2 separate regions of the Mus musculus genome follow, and region 1 is linked to region 2. A link is a contact called in public Hi-C data. All regions are on one chromosome and are shown on one strand. The core of a region is the stretch at or near the end of the contact, and the rest is flanking DNA. Distances in the headings are between cores, read along the strand shown. Region 1 holds the start of Morf4l1 (mortality factor 4 like 1). Region 2 holds the start of Ibtk (inhibitor of Bruton agammaglobulinemia tyrosine kinase).

The links. A called contact is a pair of places that touch in the nucleus more often than the background predicts.
Region 1: a contact with region 2 is called in a Hi-C map of regulatory T cells, with 7 times the contacts expected there. The contact joins the promoter of Morf4l1 here to the promoter of Ibtk in region 2. A contact is called at or near these places in 1 of 39 promoter capture datasets (pre-B cells) and 1 of 484 Hi-C or Micro-C datasets (regulatory T cells).

Annotation. Positions count from the first base shown.
Region 1 is chr9:90,113,168-90,118,219 of GRCm38.p6, reverse strand. Morf4l1 (mortality factor 4 like 1) reads left to right here and starts at 3,400. Exons shown (of 12, transcript NM_024431.3): 1 at 3,400-3,684. The coding sequence starts at 3,645.
Region 2 is chr9:85,746,852-85,751,575 of GRCm38.p6, reverse strand. It overlaps Ibtk (inhibitor of Bruton agammaglobulinemia tyrosine kinase), which reads left to right and starts at 2,242. Exons shown (of 29, transcript NM_001081282.2): 1 at 2,242-2,445.

The DNA.
Region 1 (5,052 bases), core at 2,151-4,650, 4.4 Mb before region 2:
CTTGGGAGGCAGAGACAGGCGGATTTCTAAGTTCAAGGCCAGCCTGGTTTACAAAGTGAGTTCCAGGACAGCCAGGGCTATACAGAGAAACCCTGTCTCGAAAAACCAAAAAAAAAAAAAAAAAGAAAGAAAGAAAGAAAAAAGCTTCGATTTTCTTTCTCTCTTCCCCTTCTCTCTCTCTTTCTCTCCCCACTTGGTGATTTCCCTGGCTTCAGTCCTTGGGGCCAATCAACCTGCATTTAATATAATCTAAAAACAAAAACCAAACAACAAAAAACAAATACAAAAACAAAAACAGTAGCTTCATTTCTACTGGTGACAAAGTCATAGGTTTGCTAATTAGCATTGCCTGCCATCTTTATTTTCTTGTTTTAAAGTAATAGTATTCGTTTTATTAATAGTCTATTACATTTACTTGTTGTATATGTGTGTGTGTGTGTGTGTGTGTGTGTGTGTGTGTGTGTGTGTGTGTGAATAAGAGTCACTGTTTCCTTCTACCATATGGAACCTGAGACTAGAGCTCTGGTCAAAAGGCTTGGTGGCAAGACTTTACCCTCTGGACTGTCTCGCTAGCCCTATCTTTGTTTGTTTGTTTATAATTTTGTGTATAAGTGTTTGCCCTCAAGTGTATTTGTGTACCACATGTGTTCCTAGTGCCATGGAGGCCAGAAGAGGACATTAGATCCCCTGATACAGGAGTTACAGGCAGTTGTAGCAGCCAGGTGGGTTCTGGGGATTGAACCCAGGTCCTCTACAAGAGCAAGTAGCTCTTTTAACTGCTGAGTCATCTCTTCAGCCCCACTATCTTCATTATAAAGGAAACACTAAATTTTAGCTTGAGTATGGAGAAAACAATTGTGCTCATGGGCTTCTAGATTAAGCTCTTCTGATCTAATTTTAAAATGGCACAACAAATAATGACTCTTGTCTTGCAGTCCTGAAGGCTTGAGTTTCAGAAGGTGAGAGGAGAGAACCAACTCCACATAGCCTCCCTCTGCCTCACATGGGGGCTGGGGCACTTGTGCAGATACACACAGCATGCACACAGAATATGTTTAAAAAGAGGGAGGGGCGTGCACAGCTGGAACTGGAGTTTCCCTGAGGTGCCCTGTGAGTGATGGGAATTGAACCCAGGCCCTGAACTAGTGCTCTTGATTAGCCATCTCTTCAGTCCTCATAATGAAATCTTTTTTTAAAAGATTTATTTATTATTTATTTTTATATGTAAGTACACTGTAGCTGTCTCCAGACACACCAGGAGAAGGCGTCAGATGTCATTAAGGATGGTAGTGAGCCACCATGTGGTTGCTGAGATTTGAATTCCGGACCTTTGGAAGAGCAGTCAGTGCTCTTAACCACTGAGCCATCTCTCCAGCCCATAATGAAATCTTTCTAAACGACCATAAACATATTTTTGTTGAGCTGACTCCACGGATAAAAGGACCAGTTGCTAAGGTTAATGGCCTCAGTTCTATACCCAGAACCCAGATGATAGGAGTGAACTGACTCTTGCAAGTTGTCTTCTGACCTCCAACAGCTGCATAACACACAATAAATAAATTTTAAAATTTGTTATTAAGGTATAATGTAGATATGGTAAAGATTATTAATTTATGTGTATGTTTGGACATGCCCCAAAATTCACGTAATCATAAAAGATCTAAAAACCAAGATTCCTTAGTGCCCTTTTTTTTTTCTTCTTGTACTTAACAGGACTTTATTGGTTCAACAATGAACAGCAAAGGAAACATTAACTATCACTCTGGGGGCGACATCATGGAGACATCAAAGTTACCCGTGGAAAAGTACCTCTTTCATATTTATCTCCCTCTACCCACCCTGGACATCCAATTGAACGCTGTCCTGATTTTTTCTTTTTTTTCTTTTTGGTTTTTCGAGACAGGGTTTCTCTGTGTAGTCCTGGCTGTCCTGGAACTCACTCTGTAGACCAGGCTGGCCTCAAACTCAGAAATCTGCCTGCCTCTCAAGTGATGGGATTAAAGGCATGTGCCACCACTGCCTGGCTGCTGTCCTGATTTTGAATCAATGATGAAAATGTTCACTCTTATACCTAGCTTCTTCTGCACAACATACTTCTGTTGATTTAAAATCAGAGAGTGGAAATAACATGTGTGGCAAGGATGTGGGAAAACAGGTATCCTCAACTTGCTGGTTGAAATGTAACCTGAGAAAACTTTTCACAAAGTAGTTTAAAGTACATCAGAACCAGGTTTGGTGGTGCATACCTCTAAATCCAGCACTTGGGAGGCAGAGGCAGGTAAATGTTTGAGTTTTGGCTAGCCTGGTCTACAGAGCTAGTTCCAGGACAGCCAGGGCTACACAGAGAAACTTGGTCTCAAAAAAAAAAAAAAAAAAAAAAATAACTGAAAAAAAAATAGAGACAGAGTTTCAGGAGCTAGACACTGTGAGTTCATGGTCCTCTCAGTCTATATAGCCAGTTCCAGGCAAGCCAGGGTTAAATATATTTAGTAAGACTCTGTTGAAAAGAGAAAAGGCTTTGACATAAAGGTTTGCCTAGGATAATTAGGTAGCTACAAAGTGTGGAAGGGCTTCAAATATCAGGGTGACTGTTTTCTGACTTATCTCCCTAATTAACAGCTCTGATCCTTTGTGTGCAATTCATGTAATTTAGTGGGTACAGGGGTACAGTGTTATTTCACAGCAGAGTACATTAAGGAGTTTTTGAACATAGGAACAATGTGAAGAGAGGTTTTGTTGTTGTTGTGGGTTGGGTTTTTTTTTTTTTGAGTATACATCCAATACTACCCCAAAGAAATAAGATGGCAAAAGATGGTACAAAGGGGTTAAGTATGGAACCTTGACTTTGACAGCAATCCAGGTTTGCCCCCTTTAGTGAGACTAAGTACTTCAAGAGTCAGAAGCTGCAATCTACAAATAGTCATGGGAACCGGACCCCCACCCCCTCCCAACCCCCAACTCCCTCAAACAGGGCATGGCTTTCTAGACACCGAAGCTTCTGGAGAGGATCACCTTCTCACTCGCATCTAGCTTCATTTCTGGCTTCCAGCGCTCTCCTAGGCCAAGTCCTGGTGATGCCGTGGAACTCAGGCTGCAGAGACAGTCCTGTCCTCAGGCCACTTCAACACCCCACCACATTTACCTGGCTTCATTTCCTATCTAAGCATCTGCCCCCCTTGAGTTTTTCCCATCCTTTCGTCACTAGCTAGTGATTTACTTATTCCTTCCTCTTTGTCACCTACAGAAAATAAAAATCTGGGTTTTAACAAGCCTCTGGGGTCTGGATACTTAGAGGGCTGGGGTTGGGGACAGGGGCGGTGGTGGATCGCGGGCGTGGGGGGGGGGCAATTGTCTCCCACTCCCCTCCCCCACCCTGCTGGCGTCATCCGAGGTCGAACTACCAATCCCGGCATGCCTCTGGGCGGCACGGGCGCAGGCTTGTGTGCGTAGCGGTTAGCCGTTGGCTGAGGCGGCGGCTGCGCGGGTCGCGGTGCTGTGAGGTCAGGCGGCGCTGGCAAATCGCGCCCAGGATGTAGAGCTGGCTGTGGCCGACGGCGCGTCTGACGCTGAGTTGGGTGGGGTAGAGAGTAGGGGGCGGTAGTCGGGGGTGGTGGGAGAAGGAGGAGGCGGCGAATCACTTATAAATGGCGCCCAAGCAGGACCCTAAGCCGAAATTCCAGGAGGGTGAGTGTGCCGCTTTGGGGAGAGGCATCTAACGGTGCACGGGAGAGAGGCTGACTCAGGGCGCTGGAGGTTTGGGGGTCGGGGTCGGCGGGGCTTGCGGCCGGGGGAAACCGTGCAGGCCTTGCTTTGTAAGGGGGAAAGGCGCACTGCGGAGGGTAATCTCAGTGCGTCATCCGCGACAGTGCTCGGTGGCGCGAAAGCGAGCCCCCGGCCACGGCCAGGGCCGAGGGCATCTCCGTGCGTGTGGCAGAGCCTCGGCGCTTGTTTGTTTGTTTTTCCGAGAGCGGAGAAAGTCTATTGAAGGGAGGTGCCCGGCGGGCGGGTGAGCGATGGCGACGGCGACGGTTGGGAGGTGATGTGGCGTGGGGGAGGGGAGCAGCGGCAGCGCATCCTCCCCGCTTAGCTCTCGGCCGCGGGCCGCGCGGGCGACTGTGGGCCGAAGGTTCGAGGCTGTTGGACAAACGAGCGGCTCTGTCTCGGCGTTGTGTGGAGTTCTGCTGTTGGGAGGACAGGGGATGGGGGGTGGGCTGTGCGCCCCGCGGCGGGAGAACTGCGTTGTAAGATGGCCGCGGCAAGATGGCCGCGCCATCATGGCTGCCGGCGTCTCGCAGCTTACACGCAGCTTCGGGCCAGATGCAGCGCCCCCTGGCACGGCGATCACGCGCAGACCAGTTCCTCCTCTTGCCTCTGAGTGATGGGTGGGGACAGAAAAAAAAATAAAACTGGAGCCGCCCGAGCGAGTTCCTAGGCTTGCTGTTGCCTGAGGGCATCGTTTTGCTGTTTTTGGAGCTGTGCGCCAGGGCCCTTTAAGTACTCTGTGCTCTGCCGAGCGGTTCTCGTGGAAACAGTTTTTAGTTCCTCCTTAGGGCGTTTCCATCTTGAGATGCATGGCCTCTTTGTCATTTTTAAATACAGTAGTTGCTTGACTGGTTGTAGTAGTATTCGATTTTAATGGCGATTTGAAAGCTAACGCTTATTAGTTGGCTTTGACTGAGAACGTTGCTGATGAACGGTTACTGCTAATGGAAAGCAGTTACTCGGTTCTCACAACTCATCTGTCGAGGTGATTTACTGATATACTAAAGGAAATAAAACTATAAGCATAAAAAGGAACACTTTAAACTTGTTACTGCCAGATACGGCCGTCTGTGTTTATCATCATACATGCTGGGTCCAGGCGCTTGCGTAACTCCTGTTCTAGGATGTTTAACCAGTAAAGTGCCAGACTTTTAAAAGTCTCAAGTTCCAAATCGAAACGTTTTAATTAATCGATGTACAAGGACAGGCGGATCTCTGAGTTTGAGGCCATTCTGGTCTACTTAGAGCTTTTCAGGACATCCAGAACTATACAGAGAAACTCTTGTGTGT
Region 2 (4,724 bases), core at 993-3,492:
AGCAGTTAGCAAGAAAGGGAAAAGAACTCCTCAATAACGAGAAGGCTCAAAAATAAATTAGATAAACATAAGGGAAATAAAAAAGAAGACATAAGCTTCTTTACAACTAATAAGATAAAATCCAAAATATTACTAAAAGTACACTAGGAAGGAACACAGAAACAAGTAGGAAAAGAAAAAGATTGCCCAGAATTGAAACAAAATGCATAAAAGTTTTAGAAAAGGTGTGAAGGGGAAAAAAACCTTAAATATAATAACCACCAATATTGCTAAACCTGCATAAAAGGGGAGAGCAGAAGCAATGGGAGAAGAGGAAACGAAAAGGATGAGGAGGTGAAGCCGGGTCCTTCTGTCTCAGCAGCGATCACGCAGACCATTTACCCTCTGGTGTTATGTGCTTCATTCTCACCTTGGGGTAAAAGCTGCACAGTTTGCTTTCATTCTACAGTAAAAGATTAAATCTTTATTAGCTCGGAATGTTTTAACTTATGTGGCCACCTAACACTACTGCATTTATGATATCAGTTGGTGCCACCAACTAGATTCCTTTTAAGCCCAACAGTGTATAAAAATATAAAACTCAGGCTGTTCGTGTCATAGATAATAAATAACGTTATGTCAGAGTCTCAGTTTGGTCAGCACCGCGGCAACTGTGGCTGATAAGTTTTACTTTGTAAGCAGCTTTCTAATATTCTCTTTCTGATCCTTGTTGAAGCAGGACCAGTTTCGTCCCCCATCTCCAACGGCAAAGACATTCATTCCTTGGCATGATGCTGGTCTTTCTTTTTCTGCTTCACCTAGTTATTTTCTACTTCTTCCCTAGTTTGTCATTTTTTTTGGGGGGGGGGGTCAGATGAAACCTCTTATTTTCTTTCACAGATTCGTTAAAGTTGCAATTAATTTTTGTGTATATGATTATGGCCGTATGGACATTTTGTACCCCCAATGCTTACAAGCGTTTGAGACATGGCAACTTCTAGGTGGTGTTACTGTGTGCTTGGCACTCTGCTAAGTGCTGCGGGCGTCTATCAACACATTTTCACTACAGCAACATGTATTCCATTCCCACTTTGCAGATGAGGAAATTAAGGCTTCAGAAAACCTAAATGACTTACCCAATACAAAGAAGAGACAGATAAAAGATGTGAACTCAGGGCAACACATTTATTTACATCACTAGCTTCCAGATCACTGAGCGTCTTTGTTCATGAGTGTGTACACAGCTTCCTTCCAAGTCACTGTTTATACATTACAGAATGGGTCAGAGTAGGAAGTAAGAAAGCAAATTAAGTCCTTGCACTGGGAGGAGAGCTGGGGAGCTAGGTCTGTTTCCATCTCTCCTTCAGTTTGATCTAGCAACTTACTTTCCTACAAAGTCTACAAAACAGGCAATTGGGCTGAAGCAGTCTAAGAGGGTATTGAGTTTAACTCCGTTTAATAGATGATGGTGTCAGTGGCTCATACAGCAACACAAACAGGGCCGAGGTTCAAACAACTCTGGGCTCCAAGTGCTGTTTTTCTCTGAGTCATGCTACTCCTCCCTGAACACATGTTTACTAAGGCGCCTCTGTATCAGACTTCAGCAGGAGTATGTTTTCCGTTCTGGACTGATTATTGGCACACAATTTGCAACCTTTAAAATGGCTTGTAGATTTAAGAGTTCAGGGAGGAAAACCTATTGTAAGCCTGGCGTCAGGCAGACAGATGTGACCCAAGTCAGCAGCTGGTCGCACAGTGGCGATCTGAAAAATCTATGGCGCCTTCTGACAAAAAGAGAGTGACACTCAGACAATCCGGGCACAACAGGCGGGGCACAGAGCAGCAGGGCCCAGTCTTGGGGAGAGGACACCTCTGGTTTTCCAGTTATCCCACTACGAGTGATCCGGGAAGCAACTTTTCTAAGATGCCCACGTTTCTACGGAGTGGTGCTTGGGCATCCAGCCAGTTCCTTGTTTCCTCCATCCCAGCCTTAACCTCCTTTCCGAGTGTCGACCTGCGGGGAGACAGATCTCCTAGGGTGACATCTGGCACCAAGAGGGGCAGTACTGGTTCTGAGTGTAGGGCGGCAGCCAGTGTCGACCGCACCAAGGCCGGCAGGGGTCATGCTCCTTTGGGATACTAGGGAAAGGCCACAGCTGAGGTACTGCCACGCTAGGCCTTGTGGGCAGGCCCCGACCAATCACTGTGGGGCATACACGAACTCCGGCCAATCAGCGCCCGTCTTATTCCCGAGTCCCGCCCGCTCTAGCTCAGGTTTCCCCGAACCCGGTCCCGGCGCCGACAGTCGCGGCTGTCGCTTTCCGTGCAGCCGTCCCCGGAGCTGACTCGGGCGTCCCGGCTCCTGGCTCCCTTCGTTGTCCCCGGTAGCTTTCACTAAGGATGAGTCCCTGCGCGGCCGCGCGCCTGCCCCGCGGAGACCGCCGGCGCACCTTCATCTAGCGACTGGTGAGGGCGACGGCGAAGGCGTCCTGCCAGCCCGGCAGGGGAGCGGGGCCCGGGGAGGGAACTCGCGGAGGGGGCGGCTGCCGAGCTTCGCGCCGCGTGGCACGGGCGGGTGGCCTGGCAGCGCAGCCCCGCCGCCCCTGCCAGCTAATGAATGGCCTTGTCCCGCCAAGTGCTACGTCGCCAAGCTGCCCGACACGCCCTCCAGCGACGATGCTTTTCTGGTTCCGAGGGTTGACTGGTGTCACCTCCCTTGGATCCCTTCCTAGAGGCTCCCATGTCCCCTAAACCCTTGGTGGAGTTTACAAAGTTTGAGTTCCCGCGGGCCTTGCTGAGTTTGCAGAAGCAGGTCTTGCTCTGAGCATTCGCTGCTGGGTGGAAGTGGACTGGGGTCTGTTCTGCAGAGACAGGATAGAGGGGCCTTTTGTTCGTAGCTATCAGGTTGCAAAGGCATTTTGGATCCGAGGGGAAATGGCCAACCCTGATTTAAGCCGTCTTTAACTCTGTTATCTAACACAGTCATAAAACATGAGTCGTGTTAGTCAGAGGGGATATTTTTCAAGGAGGAGAAGTTGAGTAGCACCTGTTTCCTTTATCTCGAAGTAGGTAACATTTGAAGTAGTTCCCCCCCCCCCCCCATAGTTAGTGTGGTTACCTCCATATGCAAATTACCAAACGTTTTGTGTGTGTGTGTGTGTGTGTGTGTGTGTGTGTGTGTTTTTCGTCATCAGTTCCTCACTTCTCAGTGGAGTTACTTTCATTTGTTTTTATTGATTTGGAGACCTGCTTCACCGTACCTGAGGACAGAACTATTTTCTAAAACGTGTTTTCTAAAAAAGTTTTTGCAAAACTTGAGTCACATCGCAGCTTTACAGTTTTTCAATTGGATATGTTAATCTTCGGTTTTTTTTTTTCTTTTTAGTAAATCTTGTTTGAAGGGCTTTCTGTGTGCCAATTTTTTTTTTCTGTGTGCCAATTTTTGTGTGATGATTTCATTACATTTTAAACGTTCAAGATGCTTGTGGATTATAAAATTCTAGACTGAATGAGTATGCCCAAACTTCTTTCTTTCTTTCTTCCTTTTTTTTTAAAAAATATTTATTTATTTATTTATTTATTTTACGCATATGAGTACACTGTAGCTGTACAGTTGGGAATTGAATTTTTAGGACCTCTGCTTGCTCTAGTCGGCTCTGCTCGCTCTGTTCAACTTCGCTCACTCAGTCCCTGACTGCTCCAGCCCAAAGATTTTATTTATTATTATACATAAGTACACTGCACCTGACTTCAGATGCACGAGAAGAGGGTGTCAGATCTCATTAAGGGTGGTTGTGAGCCACCATGTGGTTGCTGGGATTTGAATTCAGAAGAGCAGTCAGTGCTCTTACCAGCTGAGCCATCTCTCCAGCCCTTAATCTCACTTTTTACAAATGAAAATATTGAAGCTTTGAGAAAATTCAGAGGTTTGCTCAGGGTCCTTAGGGAAGCTACGTACTTGGGTCATGGTACTGAGCAGTAGCTGAGAGCTCACACCTGATCCGAAAGAGAGACAAACAGAGACTGAGACTGACCAGGCCTGGTTTGAGCATTTGAAACTTCAAAGCTCACCTCCAGTGACACACCTCATCTATCAAGGTCACAGCAACACACAGCCATACCTCCCAGTCTTTCCCAAACAGTTGAACTAACTGGGGGCCAAGCATTCAAGCATAGGAACCTTTGGAGTCCATTGTCATTCATACCACTGTAAACACGCATGCCCATCTGGAACTTTTTTTAAAAAATAATGTGATTTTAAAAAAGATTTATTTATTTAATGTATGTGAGTACACTATCTGTCTTCAGACACAAGAAGAGGGCATCAGATCCCATTACAGATGGTTGTGAGCCACCATGTGGTTGCTGGGAATTGAACTCAGGAACTCTGAAAGACCAGTCAGTGTTCTTAACCACTGAGCCATCTCTCCAGCTAGCCCATCTGAAATTCTACCTGGGCTTTGAAATATATATATATTTCAAATATATTTCAAATATATATATTTCAAATATATATATATATATTGTTTGTTTGAAAATTGCATGTACTGTGTTTCATTAAACCCACTCCACATTTCTTCCCCTCTAATTTCTTTCCTGTCCTTTCTACCAGTATTTCCTCCTACTTTAAATGTGTTCTCTTTTTTTAAAAAAACACTTAGACCATTTAATGTGACCAATGTGTACTTGGGTGTAGGGCTATCTGCTGGATTGTGGGTAGCCTCTCAAAAGCCACACCCCTGATG